Linked DNA regions of Mus musculus: all the other regions are linked to region 2. The links are chromatin contacts, called in public Hi-C and HiChIP or PLAC-seq maps. All regions are on one chromosome and are shown on one strand. The core of a region is the stretch at or near the end of the contact, and the rest is flanking DNA. Distances in the headings are between cores, read along the strand shown.

Region 1 (3,178 bases), core at 333-2,832, 110 kb before region 2:
TATCCAGAGGTGGGGTGCTAGCATCCATTGGGCATCTTTTGATGTTTGGGTATCATGGCAAGGGCATCACACAGTGAGACAGATCGAGCATTCGAGGCATGGGTTTCTTCCTCTTCTTTAAAGCTACTAATGTTATCATGGAGGCCAAATCCTCATGACCTCATCTAATTACCTTGCAAAAGCCCCACCTCCAAATACCGGCAGTGCAGGAATACAGAGATTCAGTGTCACCCTCTTAATACTGGAACAGTAGGGCTGCCAAATTTCAACACAGGGATCTGGGAGGTACTCTTTCAGTAGCAGGATATATGGCAGGAACTTCCCGACTGTGTTGGGAGGTCTCTGGGCCATCCCCATCCCTGGCCCTGGTGATCCCTGTCCACCTAGAAGTGGTAATGACACCTTGTTTATTCCTCATGTAGTTAATGACACCAAACTGTCAACATCTCTGATTTGCCCTCTACAGTTTTATGCTCTGGTTAGGGGCTGTGCAGGTTCCAGGAGACCTTATGAAAGGTGGCCCTGGCATTTTCTGCCTGCTGTTTCTGTGTCTTTTGTGTATTGCATAGTAAAACCTTTCCTGCTTTGATTTTTTTTCTTTTTTTTTAAGCCCACAAGTTCGAGTAGTCTTGGTTTCATCCCTCCCTATCCTCTGCTTAAAATGGTTGACTGTGTGCTAACACTGGCCTTTCTTAACGTGTGGTTCTAGTTCAGGGCATGCATTGGAAATGTGCTAAAATGTCATTCTTTTTTAAAGCTTTTTTAAATGTTTCCTTGTTTGTGCATCACAACATGCATGTGGAAGTCAGAGGACAGCTTGTGAGAGTCAGTTTTCTCTTCCCATTTGTGGGTCCCAGGAATCAAACTCAGAATGTCATGGGGGGGGGGGGCGGGTGGGGAGGGAGGGAGGAAGCACCTTTACTCACTGAGTCATCTCCTTGACCTAAAATGCCATTTTGTATTTATCTATTTACTTGCTTATTTATTTAATGTTTATGGGTACACTGTCACTGTCTTTAGACACACCAGAAGAGGGCATCGGATGCCATTACAGATGGTTGTGAGCCACCATGTGGATGCTGGGAATTGACCTTAGGACCTCTGGAAGAGTAGTCAGTGCTCTTAACCTCTGAGCCATTTCTCCAGCCTCAAAATGTTATCTTTCACAGCCTGCCCCACTCCACACACGCTGATTCTCCTAGTTTGCGCTGGGGACACTCTGCTGCTCTGCTTCCTGGCTAGCTCTGAGAAAATAAGTCAGGGCGGGGCAGACACTGCCAGCACCTTCCTGTTCTTGGTGGCAGTTGCCCTGTGTGGTTCACCTGGCAGATGTGCTGATGTGCCGCACATGACAGCAGACTGCTCTCTTGGGCAGTACTGTTCCTGAGTCTCATGCGCATATGTTAGTGTGTGCGTGTCTGATTCACTTGGGTTCTGCTCATCCCCCCTTTCCAATTCTTGTTTCAGACCCTGGTAACACCACAGGAACACAGCCAAGTCCTGAATACCGACATGTCTGACAGTGCTGATCCCTAGGTGAGTAACCAAATCCACTGCCAAGGAAGATTCCTTGGGAGGTGGCCCCATGAGTCAGCAGTCCGTCTGGTCTATAGCTGGCCCCGTGGTGCGATTAGAGAACCTAGAAAAGCCTGTCTGGGTGAGGGATGGGGGCATTGAAGGTTCCGCGTGGATGGAGGGAGAATGGCTGCCAGCAAGATGCTTCTGGGTAAAGCATATTGAGATGGTGAATTGCTCACTTTTCTGTTGAATTCCCAACAACAGCAACTTAAGGAAGGAGGGAAGGGTTCATTCTGGCTCAGTTTAGGACAAAGCCTGCAGGGGCAGGTGGACAGCAGGAGCTTGAGACCTCGGATCTGGCCACATCTGCAGTGCAGAAGCCGAGGGAAACAATGTTGCACTTCAGCTGGCCTTCTCTTTATTCAGCCGGGAACCCCACCCCACAGGATAGAACAACCCATACTCAGGGCTGGTCTTTCAGCCTCAGTTGAACCTCTCTGGAAACATCCTCACAGACATACCCACCAGTGCGTGCTTCCGTAGGACTCTAAATCCCATCTGTTGACAAGGGAAATTTACCATCAAAACACCTGAGTCAGCACCAGCTTCCGGGCAAGACAGGAGGGAGCTGGGGTTGAGTCCTGGCATGAGTTATCTACCCTTATACTGCTCCACCTAAAAAAATCCCCTGGGATTTCAGGAGCATGCACTGCGTCTCTGAAGGTAGCCTGTCTCCCTCCCGAGAGAGCTTCCTTGCTTCTCTCCAGTGCTCCCAGCTACTGTGTGACCATGGAGTATTTAAGTCTGTGGAGATGACATGCCAGCCCTTCATGGACACTCACTACACTAGTGTGACTGGACTGGTGAACAGGCTGTTGTATATGGGCCCTGTTGCAAGGGCAGTAGCTATGCCATCCCGTCTCAGTAGCTCCCGGAGAGTATTGGTACTCTTTTTGACATGTGTGAGGAGGAAACTCCATATGGTGAAGGCAGCATCCCCAGCCATTTTCTCAGGAGTGTCTCCAGCTTTGTCTGTGACCTCCTCCCTACCAATTCGAGTCTCCTGTCACTGCTTGCCCCATCCCAGGTCCCCCAAGTGCCTGCCACTTCCTGGCTGACCAAATCATGGATGCGGAGCAGCCAGTCAAACCCCACATCTTCCTCCACAGCAGGGGCCTAGAGGCTCTGACTGAAGGTTTATAGGAACACACCTGCATTCAGTGGGCTTTCTTAACGTGGCTTTTGTCTCCCGCCATATCTCAAGTGTCTGAGTCTTGTCTGGAAGCCCCATTCGTTGGGTTGGCCGGCTGTTAGCACAGCACTTGGGCTTGTGGCTCGGAGGCTTGTCCAAGCGTCTGCTTTCACATCATGGATATAGTCGAGCCCTTATCTGCTGTTCCACTGTGTGCATGTTTGTTCCCTGAAATCAACAAGGAGAAAGAACACAGCACAGTGAAGCATTTGAAAACAGGACAGAGGGCTTACACTAGCACAGCTTAGTCCTATCGCTAACTGTTCTCGAAATCTCAGTGTGTCTAATTTTTAGAAAGGAATTTGCCCTGGGTTTCTGTGTGCTTGAAAAAGCATGGAGCACCCTCCACGCTGTCTGTCACCCCACAGAGGTCTTGGAGGGCAGCTCCCCGGAGGATAAGGGGGGCTG
Region 2 (3,196 bases), core at 9-2,508:
GTTCCGTAGTGTCGGTCCCTTCCTGGATGAAGTTTTTGCACAGAATTTAGTCAGGCTACAGAGCCCAATCTTTGCTGGTTGAAGAGCCTCCTTTCCTCACCTGCAAGCCGTCCTGTAAGATGTTATGTATGTTTCAGTGTGTGAGGCTCTAATCACTACCTCTGGGAGAGAAACCCTCTGCATGAGGCAAGGCATCGAGAAAATACATACTCAGCTGCTGGTGGTTCCTGTACAAATGGATAGTAGGTGGCCGCACAGCCTGGGAAGACACGTGTCTCTGAGGACTCTGACCACGCCACGTTGAGCCCAGCAAACTTAGGGACGAATGGTTTGACATCAGCTGACAACTTGATGCTATCCTGAGGATGAGAGGGTGGGGATGGGCTTTAACGCTCCTGAGATTCGCCAAATGCCATCAAATACAAACCACAAGAAAGGTGCGCCATTCTGATAGGCCCATTGGTGATTACAAAGGTGCAGTGCAAAGACAAAAATGTGTTTGGCAACAATATCTCCCTGATGTTTTTATTATTAAAAAAAAAAAAAAGGTTACTGGACCTTACATGTGAAAAAAGGACAATGAATTAAAGTCGAAGGAAACCCCAACCTTGTTATATAACAAGAACCACAACTCGGAATGCTTCTGAGGATTTAAACTTGAAGATAGTTATTTTTACCTCTTCCATCTTTATACATGAGATATATAAGAACCCTGTACCTAGTGTCGCTAAACTATACCCAAAGGACGCTCAAAGTTATTATGTAAAACACACCGCTGACATTTATTGCCATCTAACTTCTCAACAAAAATCACCACATATTTCATCTGTAGTTAGTAAACCACACGGAACCTCTGAGAGAAAAATCATCCCACAGCCATGAGCCCTTGGAACGCAGAGTATGGGTTATTCTGACAACTTTTATCACCGCGTTTGGCCAATTTAGAGTGGATTTCTGGGACGGCCGGCGCGCCATCTAGCGGTCATGGCAGGCGCGGACGCGGGTGCGAGGTGCCCGAGGCCGTAGGTAGCCTATGTGTTATCATTTCGCTGGCCGAACCGTGAGAGGGTGGTCAAGCCCCCCATCCCCGAACCTCAGGCCCGGCGGCCCCGCGCGTGTGCCTAGACCCGCAGCCCGCCCCTTACCTCGCCGTCCGGCTCCCGCGGCCGCTCCGACGCCATGGCGGCCACGGAAGAGCCCGCGCCGTGAAGCTAGCGGCGCGCCTAACCAACGACTCAGCGTTTCCGCCTTCCTGCGCGGCGGCGCCAGGACGTACGTCACCGAGGCGCGACGGAGGCCTTCCCTGCCGGAAGTGCTCGGCGTCCCGGGCCTCCGGAGCCGCACGTGGAAGACTGGGGCAGCGACAGCTCTAGGGGGTGGCTTGTGGTGGGCCAGGAAGGGCGCGGCTGAGCTCTTACGTGGGGCGGGCTTGGTGATGTGACACTAGGGGAGGCCAGGCTCTGGGCGCCCGCACTGATGCAGTGCAGGAGGGAGACTCCTAGTAAGAGTGAGGCCGGCAGACCTGCTCAGTGGTGAGCTTCCAGGAGCATCTGCTCCTGTGGAGTTTCTAGTAGGATGTCATGGCGGGTGCCTGCAGGCAGATGAAGAACCTTGGAACTAAGAGGAGTCAAATGTTTAGCTATGTGAGACTTCTGCTGGGGCCTGGACAACAGGAAGCTCTCGCAAAACACAACTCCAAAATGAAACCAAGAGCACAGAAACAGGTCGAAGGACAGAAAAAGGTCGCCTGCAATGTGGGGGCATTTGGCAAACAGGCCTTGGAGTCAGTCTGTAGGGTTAGAATTAAACACCAGCCCTTTTTTTCAAGCAAGACACCAGTGCCAGTTCATGGTCAGTAGCCCTGTTAGGTCTAGTGTATCCCACACATGGAAGGCTGTGGCTCTGTAGTGTTTACTGTGTTCAATGAGAAATCACCCCTGCTAATGTCTAACTACAGTCTTGTTTCTGGCCACTCATACTTTTTTTTATGGCTATCCACTGATGTGTGCTTAATTTCTTGGTTCACACAAGATGCACGAATGTGGCACCTGAACTTTTAAGATACTTTTCTCTGAAACCACTAGACTTTTTGTAGACTTGTGGACACTATCAAGCGGTGGGTTTTTCTGTTCACTTGCAGAATCCAAAGTTATTTAGGAAGTAAACTGGCAATAAAGCTGTAATATCCTCATTTGGAGCTTAATATTTCTTTTTCAAGTATGTTTATTTTCTTATATTTCTTTTTCAAGTATGTTTATTTTCCCCAGGGGTAAAAATAATCAAGTCAAATTAATTTCAACAATGGTGATATAAATGCAATATACAAACTTTATTTAACAAAACAGGTAAAATAAAACAGGCATTTATATTAAGAAAAAACTACAAGAAACTATCTTGAACAACTTAAAACAACCCTACTTGCAGTTGCATTTGACTGAGCTCTGTTGCTGTGAAGAATACAGCGCATGCACAGGTATGGATGAAAGGTTTGTACACTTTTCAAGTATTCACTGAATACTACCTTATATACACATATACATTAAATTTGAAAAAGATTAGATGATCCCAGCTGCACTTCATTTTTGTTGTTCTTTTGGAAGAGGTCGTCTAAAGAGAAGAATATGCGGTTCTGTGGAAAGAAAATATTAAGTTCCATGTCACTATTTGAAGTATTCAAAATGAATTGTCGGTGTAATAAATAGTAAATGCGGACAAACTCGTATAATAGCATTGTTCTACCATTTTATCCTTTGACCGACTCTGGAAAATAATTTCTACCTGCAAAATCATTTTCAGTGAAGAGAAATGTAATCTCTTTGAAAAAAGAACAGCTAATTCAAGTCAGCTGCTGGATCTCAGGCTAATTCACATCCAAATAAATAAATTGATGCCATACACACTTAGCTAAGAAAGGGTTGTTCTAGTCAAACCAGATCTCTGGGGGGTGAGGGGGGGGGGTGGGGGCTTAAAAGATTAAACTCAGAGAGTCCACCCAAAGCTTCCTCATTCAACGGGATGAAGGCCAGCATCTATAGCACTTCTGCTTTCCTATTGATAGGAAGGATTTCTGAGCTCCTAAAGATATGTGCCATAATTCCAAGGAAGACTCCAGTTTAACAATGCCACCTTTTAAGTATAAAAAGGTAGCAACAATTTCTATATATGTGCAGGATTTTGGCACCTGTTTTATACTAAG
Region 3 (3,508 bases), core at 43-2,542, 68 kb before region 2:
TGTGCCCCCTCTATGGGCATAGACAGACCAAACCTGAGCAGAGGAGAGAACAAGGCAGCAAATGACTGGCCTTTACCATGTGGATACAAGGGTTCTTTGATGGGTGCCTGTTAATGGGGTGTTTCCCTTGCAGACGGAATGCCTAAACTACATTCGAGTACTACAGCCACTAAGCAGCACTTCCCTCTATGTGTGTGGGACCAATGCGTTCCAGCCCACCTGTGACCACCTGGTAAGACCACAACATATCCCTGTGTGAAGTGCTCACGTACCAGCCTGGCTAGCGACTAAAGCAGAGCCAGCCTGTCTCAGTCAGGCTTTCTATTCCTGCACAAAACATCATGCATGACTAAGAAGCAAGCTGGGGAGGAAAGGGTTTACTCAGCTTACACTTCCACATTGCTATTCATCACCAAGGGAAGTCAGGACTGGAACTTAAACAGGTCAGGAAGCAGGAGCTGATGTAGAGGCCATGAAGGAATGCTGCTTACTGGCTTGCTTCCCCTGGCTTGCTCAGTTTGCTTTCTTATAGAACCAAGACTACCATCCCAGGGATGGCACCACCCACAATGGACCCTCCCACCCTTGATCACTAACTGAGAAAATGCCTTACAGCTGGATCTCATGGAGGCATTTCCTCAAGGGAGGCTCCTTTCTCTGTGATAACTCCAGCTTGTGTCAAGTTGACATGCAAAACCAGACAGTACACAGCCTCTCCTGTTCTTTCTGCAAACTGCAAGGACTAAGAACTATACAGTCGGATTTCTGACAGCAACAATTGCCCCGTTCCTCCTGATGAGGGTTCTGTGAGGTCCATGGGATGATCTATGGTAGCCATGAGGTAGCTGTACTTTCCAAAAAGAATAAATACCGAGAGATCGGTGTTAGATACTGAAACATCAAATTGGATGTGCAAAACATCCAGCAGAAATCAGGGCAATCTGATTAAGGAAGCTGGCTGGGGTTCCCAGCAGAGTTCTAGTCAGAGCAAGAATGTCCATTTGGGTGGGACTTTTAAATAAAAGAACAAACGGCAGCAGAGAGATGCCGTTGCCTTGGGAGCATCAGGCATCCATCAAGAACTGACTGGGGAAGTTGAGGCAGTCAGCTGGAGCCATCTCTCTGTAGCTGAGATCCCATGGCTGACCTCCCCCGCCATCCCCACCCTCACTCCCCAACCCCCCCACCCCGCCACTGTATTGTGAGATAAATAACAGTAAGCTCTTCTGCAGATGGTTCACCCCCTAGATGCTCTCAAGGGCACAGTGTTTCTCAAGGGCACAGTGTTTCTCAAGGGCACAGTGTTTTTACTCTGGGGTTGCTTGCTCTTCTCTCTGTCACAGAGTCAGGGACCTTGGAAGACACTGGGAAAACATGCTTGGGTCTGAAATGGAGGAGGGGAAACCCTGCTGCCAGAACCATTTTCCCCCTTGAGCTCACACAGCACAAGAAAGCTTACCAATACGATGTATATTACAGGTCACTTACTTACTTAGCCCTTGCTGTGACCAAATACTTGATAAAATAAGTAGCTTAAGGGGAAAAGATTATCGAAGGCACCTCAGCCAAACAGAAGGCATCTTGTGGACAAGTAATGCTGGCCTGTAAACACCCAGGCGCACCCCCAGAAACCCGCTTTCACGGTAGGTCTCACTTCTACATCCACCACCTGGAGAGACACCCATGAGCCCATGGGTGACATTTTACAAATAAAACGATAACAAATATGAAAACGTAATAGATGGGTTTCCTCTCTTCTCTGCTGGGCATAGATCCAAATTTTGCACCAAATGCCAAAACCTTGGCTCTTCCCAAGCCTTATATTGTATACCTGATGGCCACGAGGCTAGGTGTTCAAGGAAAGGTAGCTAGCCTGTTCAAGGAAAGGTTGGTCTGCTGAGCACGGGGTGAGTGATGCCATGCAGGGCAGGGCAGGGCAGCTCAGGAGGCAGGAGAGTAGTTCATTGCTCTGCTGCAGCCGGCTGCAGATGACTGGAATCCCGGGTGGGGGAGGCTTCTGAAATGAAGAGCCTCATTCACCTAAACTCAGCCAGCTGAAGTTTAAAGCTTGTTCCCAGTAAGAGTTCAGTTAGAGTTGTCTTAGTTAGGGTTGTACTGCTGTGAACAGACACCATGACCAATGCAAGGCTTACAAAGGACAACATTTAATCGGGGCTGGCTTATAGGTTCAGAGGTTCAGTCCATTATCATTAAGGTAGGAACATGGCGGCAGCCAGGCAGTGCCTGGTGCAGGCAGAGCTGAGAGTTCTACATCTTCATCTGAAGGCTGCTAGCAGAATACTGGCTTCCAGGCAGCTAGGATGAGGGTCTTATAGCCCATACCCACAGTGACACACCTACTCCAACAGGGCCACACCTTCTAATAGTGCTACTCCCTGGGCTGAGCATGTACAAACCATCACAAGAGGCTTACCTAGATTGCAAGAGATGTTTGGTTTTGATCCCCAGGACCACAATACACTCACCACATGCCTATACACCATACATACATACACACACATACATGTACCATACATACACCATACGTACATACACACACACAAACTCCCCTCAGTTGGGGATATAACTAGATAGAACAGACTCATTAGAAATTCTCTTAGGCAGCTAGGTATGGTGGGAAGGCTCCTGAGTATGAGGTCAGCCTAGCTTACAAGCTCAAAAGGAAAAAAAAAAGAGAGAGAATTAAGAAACTAAATATTTGTATAGATGTCTGAGGAGAGAGGCCACTGCACAGGTTTGACTGGCTAAACTAACTGTGTACTGGGATACAACCAAAATTCTAGTGTGTGTGTGTGTGTGTGTGTGTGTGTGTGTGTGTGTGTGTGTACACTTGATAAGTGCGGTCCGTGGATCCCATAGCCTTTAGAAGCATTTCTCCTAAGAATGGGGACATTTTCCTGCCAACTGGTTTCATCATTGCAGATAAGGAAGCACAGTGATTGCCAGTATCCTCCGCCCCTCCCACCTCCCCAGTATCCTCCGCCCCTCCCGCCTCCCCAGTATCCTCCACCCCTCCCGCCTCCCCAGTATCCTCCGCCCCTCCCGCCTCCCCAGTATCCTCTGCCCCTCCCACCTCCCCAGTATCCTCTGCCCCTCCCACCTCCCCAGTATCCTCCGCCCCTCCCACCTCCCCAGTATCCTCCGCCCCTCCCGCCTCCCCAGTATCCTCCGCCCCTCCCGCCTCCCCAGTATCCTCCGCCCCTCCCGCCTCCCCAGTATCCTCTGCCCCTCCCGCCTCCCCAGTATCCTCCGCCCCTCCCACCTCCCCAGTATCCTCCGCCCCTCCCACCTCCCCAGTATCCTCCGCCCCTCCCGCCTCCCCAGTATCCTCCGCCCCTCCCACCTCCCCAGTATCCTCCGCCCCTCCCACCTCCCCAGTATCCTCCGCCCCTCCCGCCTCCCCAGTATCCTCTGCCCCTCCCACCTCCCCAGTATCCTCCGCCCCTCCCTCTTCCCCATAGCTTAGAGCAGGGCACAGCCCCAGTGG

What was found. A called contact is a pair of places that touch in the nucleus more often than the background predicts. HiChIP or PLAC-seq counts read pairs in DNA pulled down with a chosen protein or histone mark.
Region 1: a contact with region 2 is called in an H3K4me3 HiChIP or PLAC-seq map of the SCID.adh cell line, with 18 read pairs. The contact joins the enhancer-like site here to the promoter of Secisbp2 in region 2. A contact is called at or near these places in 3 of 39 promoter capture datasets (the C10 cell line, hematopoietic stem and progenitor cells and neutrophils), 2 of 15 datasets of contacts at CTCF or cohesin (CD8 T cells and large pre-B cells), 5 of 484 Hi-C or Micro-C datasets (CD8 T cells, embryonic retina, natural killer cells and 1 more), 15 of 115 datasets of contacts at active chromatin or transcription factors (the 230-238 cell line, CD4 T cells, CD8 T cells and 9 more) and 3 of 9 other capture datasets (adipose tissue, liver and pancreatic islet).
Region 3: a Hi-C map of Sertoli cells shows a contact between it and region 2, with 2.3 times the contacts expected there. The contact joins the enhancer-like site here to the promoter of Secisbp2 in region 2. A contact is called at or near these places in 10 of 39 promoter capture datasets (the C10 cell line, the HPC-7 cell line, HPC-7-derived erythroid cells and 6 more), 1 of 15 datasets of contacts at CTCF or cohesin (large pre-B cells), 35 of 484 Hi-C or Micro-C datasets (the 63-12 cell line, B cells, CD8 T cells and 24 more), 7 of 115 datasets of contacts at active chromatin or transcription factors (CD8 T cells, the HPC-7 cell line, bone marrow-derived dendritic cells and 2 more) and 4 of 9 other capture datasets (adipose tissue, embryonic stem cells, liver and 1 more).

Annotation. Positions count from the first base shown.
Region 1 is chr13:51,761,610-51,764,787 of GRCm38.p6, reverse strand. It overlaps Sema4d (sema domain, immunoglobulin domain (Ig), transmembrane domain (TM) and short cytoplasmic domain, (semaphorin) 4D), which reads left to right. Exons shown (of 16, transcript NM_013660.5): 2 at 1,468-1,536. Among named protein-coding and RNA genes, the nearest start is that of Sema4d, 30 kb to the left of the region's middle. Within about 2 kb of position 1,582, at least 72 of the 459 cell types and tissues checked have an H3K27ac peak or open chromatin away from gene starts, as enhancers often do. A contact at or near this core is called in CD8 T cells, the SCID.adh cell line, pancreatic cancer cells and 2 more, where this site is marked.
Region 2 is chr13:51,649,770-51,652,965 of GRCm38.p6, reverse strand. Secisbp2 (SECIS binding protein 2) reads right to left here and starts at 1,258. Exons shown (of 17, transcript NM_029279.2): 1 at 1,146-1,258; 2 at 211-359. The coding sequence starts at 1,181. It overlaps Cks2 (CDC28 protein kinase regulatory subunit 2), which reads right to left. Exons shown (of 3, transcript NM_025415.3): 3 at 2,304-2,629. The coding sequence ends at 2,577.
Region 3 is chr13:51,717,230-51,720,737 of GRCm38.p6, reverse strand. Sema4d (sema domain, immunoglobulin domain (Ig), transmembrane domain (TM) and short cytoplasmic domain, (semaphorin) 4D) reads left to right here. Exons shown (of 16, transcript NM_013660.5): 6 at 134-232. Among named protein-coding and RNA genes, the nearest start is that of Secisbp2, 67 kb to the right of the region's middle. Within about 2 kb of position 1,292, at least 4 of the 459 cell types and tissues checked have an H3K27ac peak or open chromatin away from gene starts, as enhancers often do. A contact at or near this core is called in Sertoli cells, where this site is marked.